5 separate regions of the Mus musculus genome follow, and all the other regions are linked to region 2. The links are chromatin contacts, called in public HiCAR-type, capture Hi-C and promoter capture Hi-C maps. All regions are on one chromosome and are shown on one strand. Each heading gives the region's core, a stretch centred on a gene start, on an enhancer-like site or on the middle of the called end of the contact. The rest is flanking DNA. Distances are from core to core; before and after follow the strand shown.

The links. Promoter capture Hi-C pulls out the DNA fragments that hold promoters and counts their contacts. HiCAR-type assays count read pairs that join an accessible place to other places. Capture Hi-C pulls out chosen DNA fragments and counts their contacts.
Region 1: a contact with region 2 is called in a HiCAR-type map of astrocytes, with 3 times the contacts expected there. The contact joins the promoter of Usp8 here to the promoter of Shc4 in region 2. A contact is called at or near these places in 5 of 39 promoter capture datasets (the 3T3-L1 cell line, hippocampal neurons, pre-B cells and 1 more) and 1 of 115 datasets of contacts at active chromatin or transcription factors (astrocytes).
Region 3: a contact with region 2 is called in a promoter capture Hi-C map of hematopoietic stem and progenitor cells, with 2.5 times the contacts expected there. The contact joins the enhancer-like site here to the promoter of Shc4 in region 2. A contact is called at or near these places in 9 of 39 promoter capture datasets (the 3T3-L1 cell line, the C10 cell line, embryonic stem cells and 4 more).
Region 4: a capture Hi-C map of embryonic stem cells shows a contact between it and region 2, with 2.7 times the contacts expected there. The contact joins the promoter of Hdc here to the promoter of Shc4 in region 2. A contact is called at or near these places in 1 of 115 datasets of contacts at active chromatin or transcription factors (embryonic stem cells) and 1 of 9 other capture datasets (embryonic stem cells).
Region 5: a contact with region 2 is called in a promoter capture Hi-C map of liver, with 3 times the contacts expected there. The contact joins the enhancer-like site here to the promoter of Shc4 in region 2. A contact is called at or near these places in 14 of 39 promoter capture datasets (the 3T3-L1 cell line, 3T3-L1-derived adipocytes, the C10 cell line and 10 more), 6 of 115 datasets of contacts at active chromatin or transcription factors (astrocytes, craniofacial prominence, embryonic forebrain and 3 more) and 1 of 9 other capture datasets (embryonic stem cells).

The regions. Positions count from the first base shown.
Region 1 is chr2:126,705,684-126,708,854 of GRCm38.p6, forward strand. Usp8 (ubiquitin specific peptidase 8) reads left to right here and starts at 1,645. Exons shown (of 19, transcript NM_019729.3): 1 at 1,645-1,804.
Region 2 is chr2:125,722,724-125,726,227 of GRCm38.p6, forward strand. Shc4 (SHC (Src homology 2 domain containing) family, member 4) reads right to left here and starts at 1,425. Exons shown (of 12, transcript NM_199022.2): 1 at 70-1,425. The coding sequence starts at 654.
Region 3 is chr2:126,595,425-126,599,002 of GRCm38.p6, forward strand. It overlaps Hdc (histidine decarboxylase), which reads right to left. Exons shown (of 12, transcript NM_008230.6): 10 at 2,447-2,545. Among named protein-coding and RNA genes, the nearest start is that of Hdc, 21 kb to the right of the region's middle. Within about 2 kb of position 2,082, at least 88 of the 459 cell types and tissues checked have an H3K27ac peak or open chromatin away from gene starts, as enhancers often do. A contact at or near this core is called in hematopoietic stem and progenitor cells and pre-B cells, where this site is marked.
Region 4 is chr2:126,616,902-126,620,115 of GRCm38.p6, forward strand. It overlaps Hdc (histidine decarboxylase), which reads right to left and starts at 1,777. Exons shown (of 12, transcript NM_008230.6): 1 at 1,617-1,777. The coding sequence starts at 1,668.
Region 5 is chr2:126,428,127-126,431,377 of GRCm38.p6, forward strand. The region is part of intron 7 of Atp8b4 (ATPase, class I, type 8B, member 4); the gene reads right to left. Among named protein-coding and RNA genes, the nearest start is that of Atp8b4, 62 kb to the right of the region's middle. Within about 2 kb of position 1,340, at least 18 of the 459 cell types and tissues checked have an H3K27ac peak or open chromatin away from gene starts, as enhancers often do.

The sequences.
Region 1 (3,171 bases), core at 395-2,894, 980 kb after region 2:
AACTGTAGGTGAATATTAAAAAGCAGTATTTGTTAAAAGCGTTTCTGGGACCTCATCTTCAGAGATTAAAAAAAAATATTGTTCTCTGGGAGGGGAAGCACATGGAGATCAAAAGACAACTCGTGTGTGTGTGTGTGTGTGTGTGTGTATACAACTCACGTGTGTGTGAGTATGTGTGTGTGTGGACAACTCACGTGTGTGAGTGAGTGTGCATGAGTGTGTGTGTGTGTGTGTGTGGACAACTCACATGTGTGTATACAACTCATGTGTGTGCGTGAGTGTGTGTGTGTGTGTGTGTTTTCCAGGAATCAAACTCAGATTGCCAAGTTTACCTGGTAAGGACTTCACGCATCTTGTTGGGCTCAGAGAAAATTTTCACTGATACACTCCAATGATGTCTCTCTTCCTTTCAGTCCTACCTCCTTCCAATTGTCAGAGCACCCCAAAATGTTCTCCATGTGTTTTATACTTATTCTCACATTCAGCTCTAAGTTTTTCTTTCCTTACTCAATTCCACAAAGCTGAGCAGAGAAAAAACATTTTCCTAAAATAATCCATCCTCAAAAAAACAATTTCTTCCTTAATTATGAGGGGGAAAAAAAAAACATTTGAGGCTTTTATCCAGTAGTTCCCAGCATTGCACGGTATCAAATCACACCAGTCTTTACTTGTCTAGGGAGAACAAATAGTATATAATTTAGTGTTGATTTTTTAAAGGAGAAATGCAAGATTTTGTTTGTTTGGTTGGTTTGGTTTTTCGAGACAGGGTTTCTCTGTGTAGCCCTGGCTGTCCTGGAACTCACTCTGTAGACCAGGCTGGCCTCGAACTCAGAAATCCGTCTGTCTCTGCCTCCCAAGTGCTGGGACTAAAGGCGTGTGCCACCACCGCCCAGCACAAGAATACCTTTGCATGTAGCTAATTGTAATGGAAACGAAACTAAGGTTTATTTTAAAGGTTGGTAGACTGGATGCTTACTACTCTTTAACGTTTAATGGCAGCCTATCTGCTAAGTATTTTCATTTTATATACTTAGTAGAGCTGTGCTTTTAGATTTGACATGCATTAAAAAGTTGGACTGTCCCAACGGATTTAGTGACCAGGGAAAACAACTCCACTCTTAAGCAATTTTTATGTCCACGAGTAGCCCATCTTTTCTCCACAAGACAACTCTCCAAAGAGTTCAAACCCCAGCTTTGTAAGACTGGTCCTTTTGGAAATGTTGACGGTGTTTGTGCAATGTGTTTTCCAAACACGTCTGTTCTTTAACCAGAGGCTTGGCTTTGGAGAATGTTTATTCCCAAGTTTTAGAAGGTATCAATCCTCTCCCCGTATTTTCCCCCTAATGTCCGATCTGACGGGAAAAATGCACTATTGAGAGGCGCCAAAATATCCTCGATTCCTCCGTGGACAGCTCCAAGTCACAATGTGACACAATCTGAACTGACTTCCACCCGGAAAAGAGACGCGCGAGGACACCGGAAGCGCAGCACGCGCGCTTCCGTCCCGCACCAGCTCAAACTGTCCTTCCGACGCATGCTCAGGCCGGTTCGGCGCTCACCCTTCCGGAGAGGGCCGCCCTGATGTCCCTCCCTACGGGACAGAAAGGCGGAGTTACAGGGTTCACTGGAAGCTCCGCCCTCGCCGTGACGTTTCGAGACGCGACCCGTCGCCACGCAATGCGAATCGGGAAGAGGGGATGAGCTGCGCTGCCGTGCGTCTGAGAGCGAAGGCTCGTTCTCCTTCTGGTGGTGGGCGATGGGCGTCAGGCGAGGAGGCCGGTGTTAGCGGAGCGCGGGCGCTGCGGTGAGTGCGGCCTGGCTCCGGCCCCGGTTCCTGGGGAAGGCGTCCTCCAGCTGCTGGTCATCCGGGAGACGAGCCCTGTCCGCGGAGGGGTGGGACAACCCCAGACAACTGGCTGGTCCAGGGAGGGCCCGACTCTTGGTCGCTCCCGTCCCCCTCCTACGGTGCCCAGCGAGTTTGATGTAGTTTGCCGGTCTCAGAGGGTGGCCTTGACCAGTTCTCCTTTCTGTTGGACACTAGACCCAACTTTGGACTCCTTCCTTTTGCTTCCTTTTTTCTCATTTTGTGCTACCTACAACCCCAGGCCTTAATACGACCATTTGTCATGTTTTCCCTATTCCCCTTTACCCGGGTCACGCATGTTTTCAGTGAAGTACAAAAATTGAGTTAAGTAAACTCACCACACTTAAAACTTCTTCAAAGAGGGCATTTTCTTTTCTTAAAAATGTTTCTTCGTTTGTAGACTTGTGGCACTGACAAGTTCCCTTCACATCTGATGTACCGAGAGAGTTGTCAACCCCAAATCACAATGATATTCCTTTACCCACAAAGCTGCAGACCCTGTTCCTATGTTTTGTTCTTGCTTTCTGCCTATGACCTTGAGTCAGTCATTCAAGAAATATTTACGTGACTCACAGAGGTGTTGCAGAATCTAAGGAGTTTCATATTTATTAAAAAGCTCTAGGGTTTCGGATCAAAACGATGCCTAGCTAAAGGGTGTAATTCTTGGTTGTTCCCCGCCACCACCCACAAGGTCTTACTATGTAAACAGGACTTGTCTCAAACTCACTGAAACCTTCCTCCCTTGGCTCCAGAGATGGATAAAACTGCATCAAGCACCACTCCTGGCAAGGGTATTCTTTTTAAATCTTAGAGTATTCTTAGTTGTGTATATTATCCTACTTCATTAAAAATTCCATGTGTTATTTTTTGGTTTTGGTGGCTTTATTCTCTTTCTTTTTTTCTTACTTTCTTTCTTTTTTTTCTCGAGACAGTTTGTCTGTGCAGCCATAGCTATTATGGAACTCACTCTAAACCACGATTGCCCTTGATCTCAAAGTTCTGCCTGCCTTTGCCTCCCGAGTGCTGCCCACCACTGCCAGGCTCGGTGTATTGTTGGTGGTGGTAGTTTTTGGTTTTTGTTTCTGTTTTAAAGATATCTGCTTTTTTTTTAGTATTTCACTCTTTCTGTTTAAGACTCCCTGGTGAAAGTCAATCATGTTGGATTTAGGTAGTTTCTCATCTATAGAGCACTGGCCTAATTAAGGTGCTGTTGGCTGTATGTATGCTTATTTAAGAATATGAATTAGTATATAACTTAATTATGCCACTGTATCACTGTTGATCCTAAAATGTATATTCCTGCTCTT
Region 2 (3,504 bases), core at 175-2,674:
CGAAGTCCCCGCAGAGAGCACAGCTGCCCTTCCTGTGAGTGCTCAGGGAGTAGGCCTTAAGGGACTTACCCGCACACAGTAGTTCAGACCGTTCCCCAACAGGTGCTGCAGAGGGGGCCCGTCCTGCTTGCTCCTGGGGCTTGGTTCTCCAGGGCCAGGCAGTGGGCAAGTATCAGGACGCAAAGAGGTGGGCCTGCGTCCCACCTGGTCCGGATCCGGTGCAGGTGCAGGTCCAGTCCTGTTTAGATTGGATTCTGGGGACGCTGGACGGCTTGGAGTCTGATCCTGGTTCTCTTGGAGCTTCAACCGGCTCACCTGTTTCGTACCCAAGCAGAAGGTTTTCAGACCCAGAAAAGTGATGGGGTTGGCCAGCTTCATGCTTGCCATACGGGGAATCAAGGTGCACAGCGCCGTGGGGCTCTCCTGGCTGGACACAGTGGCATCCTCAGTCGGCAGGTGAGGGGCCAGGGCTGGGTAGGGAGGCGGCGACGAGCCCTTGTTTCCAACGGAGCCTCCGGGGCTCCCTTCGTCCAAAGACGTGATGGACTCGTTCCGAAAGCGGCTGTACTTGGTCCTGTGAAGCATCCCCAGGTGCCCAAAGAGTCCTACATACAGCGTGAGTCCTGCCTGGCTGTCCTGGCTGCGTTCTCGCATAGCCTTAGCAGTGCTGAGACTGGGCACCGCAGCCTAAAGTGCCTCGCAGTCCGGTAGACCCACGCCACAGTCACCTCTCCTGCTCTGGCGGTCACCAGCCCGGGTCCGAGACTGCTCAAGGATGACAGTCCCGGAGGACGCCTCCCCAGCTCTGATTGCAGGCCGGCCCTTCCAGGCCCTGGCAGAGGCCCCCGGAGCGCGGGGGGTGGGGTGGGGTGGGAGCGGGGGTGTCTTCGCCCCGGAGTCCCGTCCCCCAGGCTGGGGCAGCGGGTGCCACCACGCCTCTAGTCTTAGCAGAAATATTTACCCCCTTTTCCTCTGCGCACAGGAACTTTCAAACCTGCTCCCCTCCAGCTCCCACGGGGCGGGGCAGGGACTAGCCCATTAACCCTTTATTTGTTCCCGTGACTGTTCATTTCAAAGGGAAAAATAAAAAAGCGCATAAGAGTCAAAGGCCCTTCTGTATGGGCTGGGGTTATGACGGCTGCCCTCTCTCGGAGGATCTTGGTTCTGGGCCACCAGCCAGGAGTCCTAGCGACGGGCGCTGGTCTGCATTGTTCCTCCAGCTTGAGGTCCGGGCATCCTCTGTGTGGCTCGGGTCCGATCCCGGCCGGCCCACCCCTTCTCAGGGCGCCCTTCCCTCCTGTACTCTCCTGCAGGCTTTTTTCAGGAGGAGCCTGTGCACAGCAAAAGGCTGAGTTGAGCAGACGATACCCAGGCTGTTGAAATTTTTATGAATGAACTTTGCCGAATGAATTTCCCTCGTTGTGTGAGAGCTAATAAATCTGTGAATGGAGCCGAGAATAGCTGTAATTGACTGACCCGTTTGGGGCGGCGCGGGGGTGGGGGTGTGGGGGGTGCGATTTGGTTTTCATCCAATCAGGCTGCAGCTTCATGAGTCATGCACCGTGAATATACTAACTAGTAGCCGGGAGAAACGAAGCCGGGCAGAGAAAAGGGAGGGTAATATCTGATGAATGGGTTAAAAGTAAAGGCAATCTTTGCTCCTGGATCGTCAGTATGCTGGGAATCAGAAGGTTAAAAATCGATTTCCTTTCTTGTTAAGATGGGGAGGGGCGAGAAAGGAGCTAGAAATTAGATATATTGTTCCATGGACATTAGGGCATATGTTACACAAACAACTCTTGTTCAAAGCCTAGATTCGTTTTTCTTAGAAACGTTTTTTTTTTTTTTAATTGATTGCCGCCCCATCTTCTGTCTGATACAATTTCCTGAGCCCATCAAAGGCCCCGGGAAGACAACCGTAAAGGCTGAGCCCACAGGAAGCCTGAGCCCCAGCTGGGCAGAGGAAATGCAGGTTCATTCAGGAGCTGAGAAGAGCGGACTGCTGAGACCTTGGGGTGGGGGTGGGGTGAGAGTCTCCGGGAGGAAGCAGCTGAGGTTGCGTTTCTCTGTGAGCCTTGGCTCCAGTACCTGAGACTATTCATGATTTCGAATACTAAGGCAGCAGCCAAGAGAATCTGGGAAGAAGGCCACCTCACCTTCTCATTGACCACGGGCTCTCGAGTGCTCAGGACTTAGCCTGAACTCCAGGGCCATCCAAACACAGGTTTGAATGAAACCAGTGCAGGTGACTAGGAGACAAAGGCGCCTCGCCGCCGCCAAGCTTTTGTGCTTAGGCTCAGAACGGCTTGTTAGTATCCTGCCTGACAACTTTGTGAGCTTTTTCTATCCACTGGGAAGGCCTTTTGTGGCGTCCTATACCTTCCTTTCTGACTTTCTTTTTGCACCTCCACATTTGGCAAACACGAAAGGAATGGCTAAATCAGAACTCATATACCCGGAACCTAGGGAGACAGGATCAGGGGAGTGGAAGGTGGGAGGAGGAGGGAGTAAGACTGAAAAAATCCGCTAGTACCTCTACTGCTACGCATGCTTCTCTTTCATCTCTGCCTTCTCCTCTGGGTCCCACCTTACCGTATGCCATGCCACAGTAACATCCCACTACCTTGAGAGAAGTTCCTGTGAGTGGTAATGGCCTTGTCTGTGAGTGGCAGCTAATGAATGACGTGTGGGAGCATATGAAATAGCTACAGTCCCTGTAAAACATCCCCACAATGCTCCGGGAGAGTACCTGCATCTCCGAAGCATCCTGGGCAGCATTTTTTAAAAGGTTGCTGGAGAGATGGCTCAGTAGTTAAAAACGTGTACTGCTCTTGCAGAGGACCTGAAAGGGTTTGTGTCAGGTAGCTCACAGTACCTCTGGCTCCTGAGGATCTGATCTCCTCTTCTGGACTCCATGGCCACCTGCAAACACACACACACACACACACACACACACACACACACACACACACACACACACACTTAAAAACGGCACACACCTATACTTTTAAAATAATAAGATAAATCGTTAAAATAAATAAGCAAATTAAAGGCCAATGGAACCAGGGTGTCTCCATTGAAGTAGTGTTCCCAACTGCTAGAGTATACTATGTCATCTTAGGCAACCAAAAAGGAAAAGTACCACAAAGTAAGGGACACCAAGGAAGGAACACTGTCTCAAGAAGCTATTCCCAATGCTCGTCTGTGTCTGGGAAAGGTGGTGATGCTGAAAACTCTAACAAGACCTCAGGATGCCGTTCTGCCTGTAGGCCTGAGTGACCTAGAAGGCCCTCTTAGGCAGCTCTGCATTGTGCTGACCAGACCAGCATGATAGGGCACTCTGGGGGCTGCAGGCTGAGCTAGGTGGACCAGCAAGCATGACGCTGTGAGCTACTTCTCTGTCCTGGGAGCCTGGAAGACATTCACTATCACCCGCTGAAAAGCTGTCCCTCTGTCCAGCAGCCCTGGAGATGGCTGGCTAAGAAGGTATATGGGGAGAAAAGG
Region 3 (3,578 bases), core at 832-3,331, 870 kb after region 2:
GGGTTTCTCCTTGGAATGGTGAAATGTTCTGGGAAGAGCAATACTCACTTATTCAATATAGGCAATGTCACATTACATTGTACACTAAAACACAGGTTTTTAAAATATGGCCTGTATATTTATCATGGAAAAATTAAAGATTTCAGACTGAAATAAAGAAAATATCAGCTGGGCGGTGGTGGCGCACGCCTTTAATCCTAGCACTTGGGAGGCAGAGGCAGGCGGATTTCTGAGTTCGAGGCCAGCCTGGTCTACAGAGTGAGTTCCAGGACAGTCAGGGCTACACAGAGAAACCCTGTCTCGAAAAACCAAAAAAAAAAAAAAAAAAAAAACTGGAGTGATGGCTCAGCAACCACCATCTGACAGTTAAGAGCACCAACTGCTCTTCCAGAGGTCCTGAGTTCAATTCCCAGCAACCACATGGTGGCTCACAACCATTTGTAATTGAATCTGGTTCCTTCTTCTGGTGTGTCTAAGACAGCTACAGTGTACTCATATACATAAAATAAATAAATAAATCTTTTAAAAAATAAAGATTTCATAGCATATTGATCTTTTATAAAGTTTTTATGAACTTTTAAATTTTCCTGTGGTTCTCTTGAGTTTTACATTTACATAGAATGCTTGAATATAGGACAGGGCTGTGGCTCAACTGGCAATCCACTAGCCTACCTTGCACAAAATGCTGACTTCAATCAACAACTGAATAAAGTTAGACATGGGGAGGTTTCAGTAGGAGGATCAGAGGAAGTTCAAGGTTGCCAGGAATGATGATATTTAAGTCTTTAATGCCAGCACTCGAGAGGGGAGCCTTGAGCTCCAGACTAGCAAGAACAACAAATGAGACCTGGGGGCGTGGGGAGGGGGGAGTAAGTGACAGACACAGCACATGATAGGGCTAGAGATTCCAGTCTGAGACTCACATACACTCTCTGCTAAGTGAATTAATTTTTAAAGATTTATTTAATGTATGTGAGTGCTCTGACTGCATGTACACCTACATGCCAGAAGAGGGCATCAGATCCCATTACAGATGGTGGTGAGCCACCATGTGGTTGCTGGGAATTGAACTCAGGACCTCTGGAAGAGCAGTCAGTGCTCTTAACTGCTGAGTCATCTCTCCTGCCCCACTAAGTGATTTTTTTTTTATGGGCTGGAACTCCCACTTGATATTTCGTTTTAAAAGAAGACAGAGCTTCAGGTGTCTTCCTTGACCATGAAGAGGCGGTGCCATTTGAACCAACCTCTATCTGCTCCTCTATCTGCTCCACTCTCTCTCTCTCTCCAGTCAATTTCAAACTCTTACCACCGCCTCATGAACTTTTTCTTTTCTTTGAGAAAGGCTCTCTCTCATGGATCCTAGACTGGCTCAAAGTTACAATGTAGCCAAGGACGACCTGGTACCATTGATCCTTCTGCCTCCACCCCCCACTGTGGAACTACCTGCAAGCGCTGCCAGGAGAAGGTTAAGCAATACTAGGGGGTCAAACAGTGGCTTTGTGCATGGGGAGTAAACAGTGTACCAATGGAGCTACGTCCCCACTTGATCCCTAAGAAGTTCTTCATGTGCAAGTCCAGGCCTTGTCCGGGAAAAGCATACTAACTGTTCTCCTGGCCTTTATATGCCCATGCCCCATTTCTAACCTGGTTATGATTCTCCCCTATAACTCCTTTCCTCTGGGCCTGTTTTCACCACCTGCCCTGTCAAAATTCTCCATGTCTCACTCACATGCCCCACAATGTCCCCTCAGAGCCCACCTTTGTCAGCATCCTCACTTTTTAAAATCCAAGGGAGGGTGATTCTCCCAAGGCTTGGGCGGCAGAAAGTAGGTCTCCCAGTTAATAAGACATTCTCCTCCTGCCCTATTCTCTTCCCTCCCATGAGGCAAGCTGTGTATGAGACAGAGCAGAGGCCAGGGGAGAGGAGGACACAATTACAGGTAGTGTGTTCACTACAGACCTCACCTAGAAGGTGAAGAGCAGGTGTGGCTGTGTTGACACACCATTCACCAGGGAGCCATGACAGCCACTCCTTCTTAAAGACTCGGCCCTACTTTGACCATAGACCCTGCTCTTTGACCTACTTTCACTTTCTCTTTCCGTAAACTAGGCTTTTGAGTGCTCAGTTCTCAAAGACAACAACAGGAAAGGTGAGACTCTCAGGAAATCGGTGAAACAAGGGATGTCAGAACAGAGGAAGTTGCACTTAGTGGTGACTGTTTAGAAAATAAACAGTGTGAACTACAGATCACAGACAGTCCACTGGGACTACATGGAGATCAGCGCACCTCTACATAACCAACATTCAAGTCCCTCTGCGCACCCTACCACTGAGCCACAAACCAAGGATCCCCTGGGCAGATTTGTAAAACCGAGGCAAAGTCTTCCTTCCCATGGAAAATGCAAAGAATCATGGGCTTAGTCCCACGGCTCTCGCGCAACATACGTGTCTGACATGTGCTTGAAGATTCTTCACCCCGAAGGACCGAATCACAAACCACAGCTTAATGGAGCGAAAGCGCCGGCTCAAGGGGATCTGCCAATGCTAGAAACAAATAACACAGAGCTCATGGTTAGAAGCAACGTGCCCACTCCCTCGGGCACTCCTAGCATTCTGTGTTGCCTGCAGAGCACTCCTGGGATTTCCCTGGTGTCACCATGACTCCCAAAGCTGTTGCTAAGGAGCAAACCAAGACAAGCTTATCTGGGTAACACTAACAGTTCCAAGCCTGTGACCTGGAACCGAGCGTGACCTCTCGAAAACTGCTGTTTTAAGTATTTCATCCCAGCCTAGAAACTCCTAGAAGTTCCTTGAGTAGCAGAAATTAAAGTTCTATGTCTGTTCTTCTCAACATTAGTGTAGCTTTAGGATGGTGATTAAGAGCTTAAACCCTGGGGCCCCACAGACCTGGGTTTCCCTTTAGCTCTGCCCTGGCTCCTTACCCTGTGTGACTTTCACAGGGCCACCTCACGGGCACATCAATGGCATAGGACAAAAGGTGCTTTCCAGGAAAGTGGCTTGAGGACAGTGCAAAACCTCAGAGAAAGTTGTCCAGGCAGTGTAGGCTGTTTAGATGATAAACAGGTGAGCTAGGAATCACATGTGTGTGTCTGTCTGGCACCAAGATGGTCAGTCCTTACTTAATCTTGCTGCCACCTACTGGCTTTGGCTTTCACCTGTGAGATTCCTGTGGCCTCAGATGCTCCATCCAAGCTTTCCGACTGCACAGGAACCCCTGCCTCAGTCTGAACTGATCCCTGTCCTGGTACCAAATTCAACAGAGCTTAAAGTTCAAAGCTGCAGTTACCATAGATTCTGAAAATTCCCAATCCTAGTGCTCAGGTCTGAAAACAGAGCAAACGGTTTGCGGGACACTTGCAGTTGTTCTAACAAGCAATGTGACTTCTCCTAAGCTTTCCCCTCAAATGTCAGAAAACCTCTGCCACAATTTCTGCTCTCTAAAAATATCCATCTCGTTGACCATTCCTCTGCCTCTCTCCATGGAGTTGCCAAAACTTTACTGATGTCCCCATCTTTATGCTTCATTGTAGTCTCCCAGAGTAGACACGGCTGGCTT
Region 4 (3,214 bases), core at 527-3,026, 890 kb after region 2:
TGGCAACATCTTCTTCTTCTTCTTCTTCTTCTTTTTTTTTTTTTTTTTTTTTTTTTTTTTTTTTTTTTTGGTTTTTTGAGACAGGGCTTCTCTGTATAGCCCTGGCTGTCCTGGCACTCACTTTGTAGACCAGGCTGGCCTCGAACTCAGAAATCCACCTGCTGGGATTAAAGGCGTCACCGTGCCCGGCTATTGGCAACATCTTCTGAGTGTGATGAAAAGTATAAGTTTACACACACACACACACACACACAAATTTCTGAGGTACGTGGGACATACTTAAAGTACAACTAAGAGCCCAACCAAGAGCTTGTGACCAACCTGGACCCCAAGAGACCTGAGCCCCACCGCTCCCTGCTGCTGGCACTCAGGGCTTGTCACACGGCTTCCACACTCAAATAGATGCACCAAAAGAATGAAGACTAGTCAGAAAGGGAAGCAGTCATGTGAAGCCACTGCAGGCCAGTTGTTCTTTGACCCTTCAGAGGGGCTCTCTCTCATGGCCTCCCACCCTCTAGATGTGCACCTACTATGAGCAACCAGAAACCCTTCCCATTCCCCTTCTCCCTGCAAAGGAGCAAAGGAGCAGAGAAGAAAAGGAGCCTGATTTATTCCCTCTACCTCAGCTTCTGCAAAGTCCCTACACACAGAACTGGGCCTAGACAAACTGAGGCACCAGAGAGCTTGACTCCTTCAGCCCACCACAGCCTTGGGCACCCAGCACTGAGTGGTGCCCAGTAGACATGAGAGAGCTGGCACTCATCCCCAGACAGTCTCATAGGAAAATGTGTCCCACTGCAGGATAGGAACCCACACTCTCAGCTAAGTGCACTGTTGAAAAGCCACATGATACGCTAATACGCGTCTGCCTACAAAGGTTGATAGGGGAGAAGAGAGAAAAGAGATTTAAAGCAGGATAGATATTAACTTACAGCCAAGAAGTTTCATACACTGTGGCCCCTCTAGTGGAGATGAGACTATTACAAAATTACAAAGACATTCAAAGTTCTCTGTTGTCACATAGGCTTCTAAAAGAACCTTTATTTTAAGTTGATGTGTATTTCAGTTAATGCGTACTAAACAGAAGAAGCAGAACCAAACTCATCATGTCACAAGTCACTTTGTTGGATGCATCCTCATCTTCCTACAAATCCCCTTTAAGCACTTCCCTACCTGTGGACAGCCAGGCCTGAAAACAGGGTACCTGGCTTTGCTTTCCCTGCAAGCTGGTATACAAGTGGGCACTTGGCGAACGTTTAAACATGAACACTAAAAGAATAAACTACTTTACACAGAGAAATGAATATTAAGAGAGTTTGGGCTATCAAATGCTTAAGTCTTTTTTTTTTTTTTCCTATTTCATAAGGCAATTGAGTGGATCACAAATACAGATAGTTTATTTTGTGGGCAGGTAGAAGGAAACAAAATGCAAGACACAGGCAGCAATCACAGAAGTAGGCACATGAGAGGCAGGGAATGAGGGACCTGTTAAAACTCTGATCTACATCCTGTTCAAGAATTCAGGAGAAACACCACTGAAGCCAAACCGGCTCTCCCAAGGCAACTCAAACACTCACCTGCCTCCAACAGCAGGGAAGACCCACCCTGTCACTCACCTCTAGCTCGGTAGTATTCACGGTATTCACGGTATTCACAGGGCTCCATCATCTCCCTTGGATTGCTCCTCCTGGCAGACAGACAGAGGAGGCTGGAAGGCAGCTGTCAACAGGGCTTCTTGGTCGCCTTTGTCTGTGCTGTGCACTCCCTGGCAGCCAGTGCATCTCTTATTTAAGGAGTTCCCTATTCCCCTCCTTTAGCCCCGCCCCCATAAAGTCCCTTCCTTCAGGCTTAATTTCAGCCTCTCTTGTCCCCGTCCTTTCTGATTTGAACTTTGATCAACAGAATCAGAGAACATGGTGTTTTTAGACCAGTTGGGGCACCTAGCCTCCCAAGCCTACAAGCAGCTCTGGATAGACAAGGTAAAAGAGCCCTCTATCATCCCTGCCCCTGCATTCAGACCATAGAGCCCCAGCCTTGAATAAAGCTCCTAGCTCAGAGGCCAGAAATAGGCCAAGGGCATTCACAATAAGTAGCACAGAGGGTGGAGTTGCTCCTGCCCTGGCTTCTCTATGAGGTGAGGGCAGAGCCGGCTCAGAGAAGCCCATAGCTAGCCAGGCTGAGCTCAGGACAGATCAACAACAGGATATGAAGGATTCTTTTTATCCATTACTACATAGCACTTGTTCTGGGTTCTTTGCCTCGACTACTGTTTAAGCTAACGGAGGAAAAACCTGTTCAGTGCCAATAAATCTGGAAGTCCCTTTAGTGGATGGACGCTTCTACAGCAAGCAGAGCTGGAGAACAGAGCGGAGCCTGGGTGCAGCAGAGTGCGGGACACACATTCGTAAGGGGGAAGAATTGCCACTTTGTCAGATGGAAATCTTTCTGGTGACAGCAGTTATCTGTACCCCTCCTCTTCCTGAGTCGAGTACTTTTCCTAATCAACGTTTCTTCCTGACCATCTCTTACGAAAGAACAGCTTTTGAGAACTCCTCCTACGTCCAGGGCTTCTCGAGATAACACAAAGGAAGCGTACTAGTGGGGGCGGGGATGGCAGTTTCTCCTGAAATCATATTCTGGGGTGGTGTGTTTGTCCTGAACCCCAACACTGCCACAAAACAACAAAAATCCTTCGGAGTTTTCCCGAATACCAAGAGCTTTTTGTTCTTTATATCGAGGTCCCTTTGTTCCTCAGAGGCTCTGGACTGCGGATGCCTGCACCCAAGAGCTTGAACACAATCTGAGAAAAACAGTGTCTAAAGCATTACCTGTACTTACACAACAGACTTCATGGGGGGTGGTCAGGGGGAAGAATGGGAGAAAGAGCTAAAGGTTAAACAAGGGTGGGGCTCAGTGGCAAACCGCTCACCTAGCACGCCCGCCCGAGGCCTTGCCTTTGGTCCCCAGTTCCCATCTCCCTTTTTTAAAAGTACCTCTGGAGCAGATTTGAAATGTTTGCAGGGCTACCTGAAGGATAAGCACCCAAAGAAGGCAGCTCCACACCCCAAGTGTCACCCTTCACCCAACTGTCATCACATCTGTCTCGATCAAAAGTAATCATGTTTGCTATAATTCTGTGAGCCACGCCAGCAAATTAATCAAACCCAAGAAAGATGTGGGAATCCACAAAGACATAGTAGCAAGCACAGGTAGC
Region 5 (3,251 bases), core at 90-2,589, 710 kb after region 2:
CTGACGGCTGGCGTGAGTGCGGCCGGGAAGGGCTCAGTCCTATTTGAGAGGCAGGTGTCACAGTTTGACCATGCTCCAGTGAGTTCACAGATAACGCAAATTGGGCTTAAGGGGGTTCTATTCATTTTTATTTTTACTTTTTTTATTTTACCTCCCTGAAGGGAGATCATAAGGGTGGAAGGACTGAGAAATGAGTTTGATCAGTGTGCGTGATGTGAAATTTCCAGGGAATCAATAGAAATGTTATATTGGGAAAACAAAACAAAACAAAAAAAGAGCAGTGGTGACCAGTGCTATAAAACCAAGTTTTGAAGGTAATATGTCCCAGTTAGACTCCAAAAAATACTAAAATAAGATCCAAAATTCTGCTACATTTTACTGAATAAAACATCTAAAGATGTCAAAAGGGGGAGGAAGAAAATACATCACAGTTCACTTTTAGAATTCTGGCTGGTTTTGTTTTTTTCTCAAATTAAAATTCTTATTTAAAAATAAATGTAATTCTGGAGGATTCATCTAAAAAGAACTGACCTAAGTTTCAGCAACTTATGAAACTTTAGCCTAACAAACCTCTACGTGTATCTGAAAGGTTGACAGTCCAAGTCTCTAAAATCTTTTATTTAGAAAGACATTATAATGGCTTTATCTTCAAGTCTTAGATTTTAAGTTCAAAATCAACCCACTCAGTTAATTGTCTGGGTTGTTTAAATTATCAAAAACGGGGGGCGGGGGGGACAATGAGAGTTGTTTAAATGAAGGCTCCATGATAGCTCCCAGAGGAACAAACGCCCCTGCATCCTGGTGACTCTCTCAGCTCTGAAGGAATCACCACAGAAGCCAGTCAAGGCAGAAACTGCTTTGTGAGCCCCTCGGTGTGTTCCATGCAAACCCCCTCAGAGAATATGTCCATCTGGGGCCCACTCTTACACTAACGCTCACCTAATCCTGACCCAAAAAAAAAAAAAGAATCTGTGCTGGGGGGTAGATTCGCCTTGATCTCCGGTCATATGTTCCAGTTTCACCATGTCCTGGCAGACGGCATGCTAGCGGTAAAGGTGAATGCCCTTTGGAGCTACGGCTATCATCTTAAGGATAGAAAGATAACTTTAAACACAAGCTAAAATTCCTTATTGTAATAATGCATAATTAGAACTCTTTATGGTGCATGGATAAAGATGCCTGTTGGTATCTGGTGTAGCTTTTCCTCAGAGCTCTGTGTAGATGGTAATGCAATGTCACTGTTCAATATTGAATCTGGCTGTGTTTAATGCTTCCTCTGCAGTAAACCAGGGGCAGAGCCACCTCAACCTCAGACAAGCGACTAAGGTTCCACTGCCACCTAGTGGCTAAGGTCTCTTAACCAGCACTCACCCAACTTAGACTGGAACACGGGAGTACCTTAACCCTCCTGTCTAACTTTCCCTACTCTGTCTCCCTGGAAACCTACCCTCCTACCTCTTCCTAAACCCTCTCATGTCACCTTTGATATCGCTGACCATTCCTCTCCTCACTCACACCCTCTTCTCTTCCCTACTGCTAACATCTTCCTTGGAGGCTTTTTTTAGTTATCATTAAAGAGTGTGTGTGGGAGAACAAGATTGATGGTGTCCATCCAGCAGAGTAAGTTGTGAAAGGCATCTAGCACACAGTTAGAGTTAGACTTTCTAAGGCACTCTGCAATAATCCTGAAAGGGAACGGGCAAAGAATTATAGCAATAGCCTTGCTAGTCCTTGGTCAAGCTTTTGTCAGAGGTGGTGGGCTAGTAGTGTGAGCAAACTACCGAGAGGCCATAGCAGAGACATACAACAGGGAGAGAAAGTGTGATTGTCCAGATGCCTAGCTGGACCAGGCCAACGCCACCTTCCATTATCCCCTAGTCTTTTCTTTTATCAGTTATTGGTGGAAGGATTCAGCTATGACTCCACATAGGAAGCAGCATGCAGCATGCTCCAACACAAACACCTTTCCCCCAGCCTTCCTGGGCAAGAGAAAAACCCGAGCAGATACCCAGTGGAAGCTTAAAGGCAGTATTCCCATCCGAAGAAACTTGAGAATAATCTACTGGATATCTTTGAGGCCTCAGAGCCAAATACATTGTCTCCAGGGTTCATTGGGTGTAAATGTTCGTTAAGTTAAAGAAGAAAAGAAAACACTGAGGAATAGTATCAATCCACAGCCATGAAATTTCTTAAGAACTTATAAAAAACACTCTCATAACTTAATCAATTCATTGCCTATGCAAATCTGTGAGGGAAAAGGGAAAGGGACTCCCCTATATCCAGCAGAGGCCATCAGAGGTCATGGTGAGTGTCAACAACCCACTTGAAGAGCCTGAGACTAGAGTGTTGGCATCATCCTTGAAAATGCTCCAGGATTAAGTTGTGGGACTAGAAAAATGCCACCGCCCTGATCAAGACTAGTACTCTGCTGTGGTGGCCCCTGGGTTCTAGGATGACATCTGTGAGAAACAGAAATGTTTCTCAGACATGCTTTGCTCGGTATGTCTGTTTTGTCTGCTGCTGTTCAGAACATCCAGGTGTGTGAGTGCTGGGATACCAGAGCCATAACAGAGGGAAAGATGCATTTGTGGGGCGATTGTGAGCATCGCTTTGGGAGCTCCCAGGACTTTCTAGACTGCAGAGCTCTTCGTCTTGGCTGTCATGCACATTATCCTTACTCTCAGAACAACATACCAATTCTAAAAACTAGTGTATCATGGGTCAAAGCTCACAATGAAGTCATAAGTGAAAGGGGGTGTGATTACAGATAACATACTAACTCAAACTTTAAAATTTCAGACCAAGCAAGGGTATGTTGAAAAATCATTCACTAAGCACTGGTTATATCATTTTGTTTTGCTTGGCTTTTGTGATCAAATTTTTCAATTAAAAAAATGATTGAAAATAAAACAAGAGTCTAAGAACAGTGCCTAGGAATTCTGGCATTGCAACCATGAGGACCTGAGTTCAGATCTCTAGCAGCCATGAATCCAGGTCGGACCAAGTACCCTGTAGTCCCAATGCTGCAGACCACTGAGACGTGCACACCAGCAGCCTCGCTGAACGACGGCAGGCTCGGGTCCAGTGAAAGACCGTGTCTCAAGGGAAGAAAGAGAAGAATAGAAGAGGACACTTGGTGTCTCCTCCGTGTCTCCAGCGCATCCACCAGCATAGCCAAGCACACCTGCATTCATATGTGTGCACACACACATGCATACACACACACACACACAGGAAAAAAAAACTTGTTT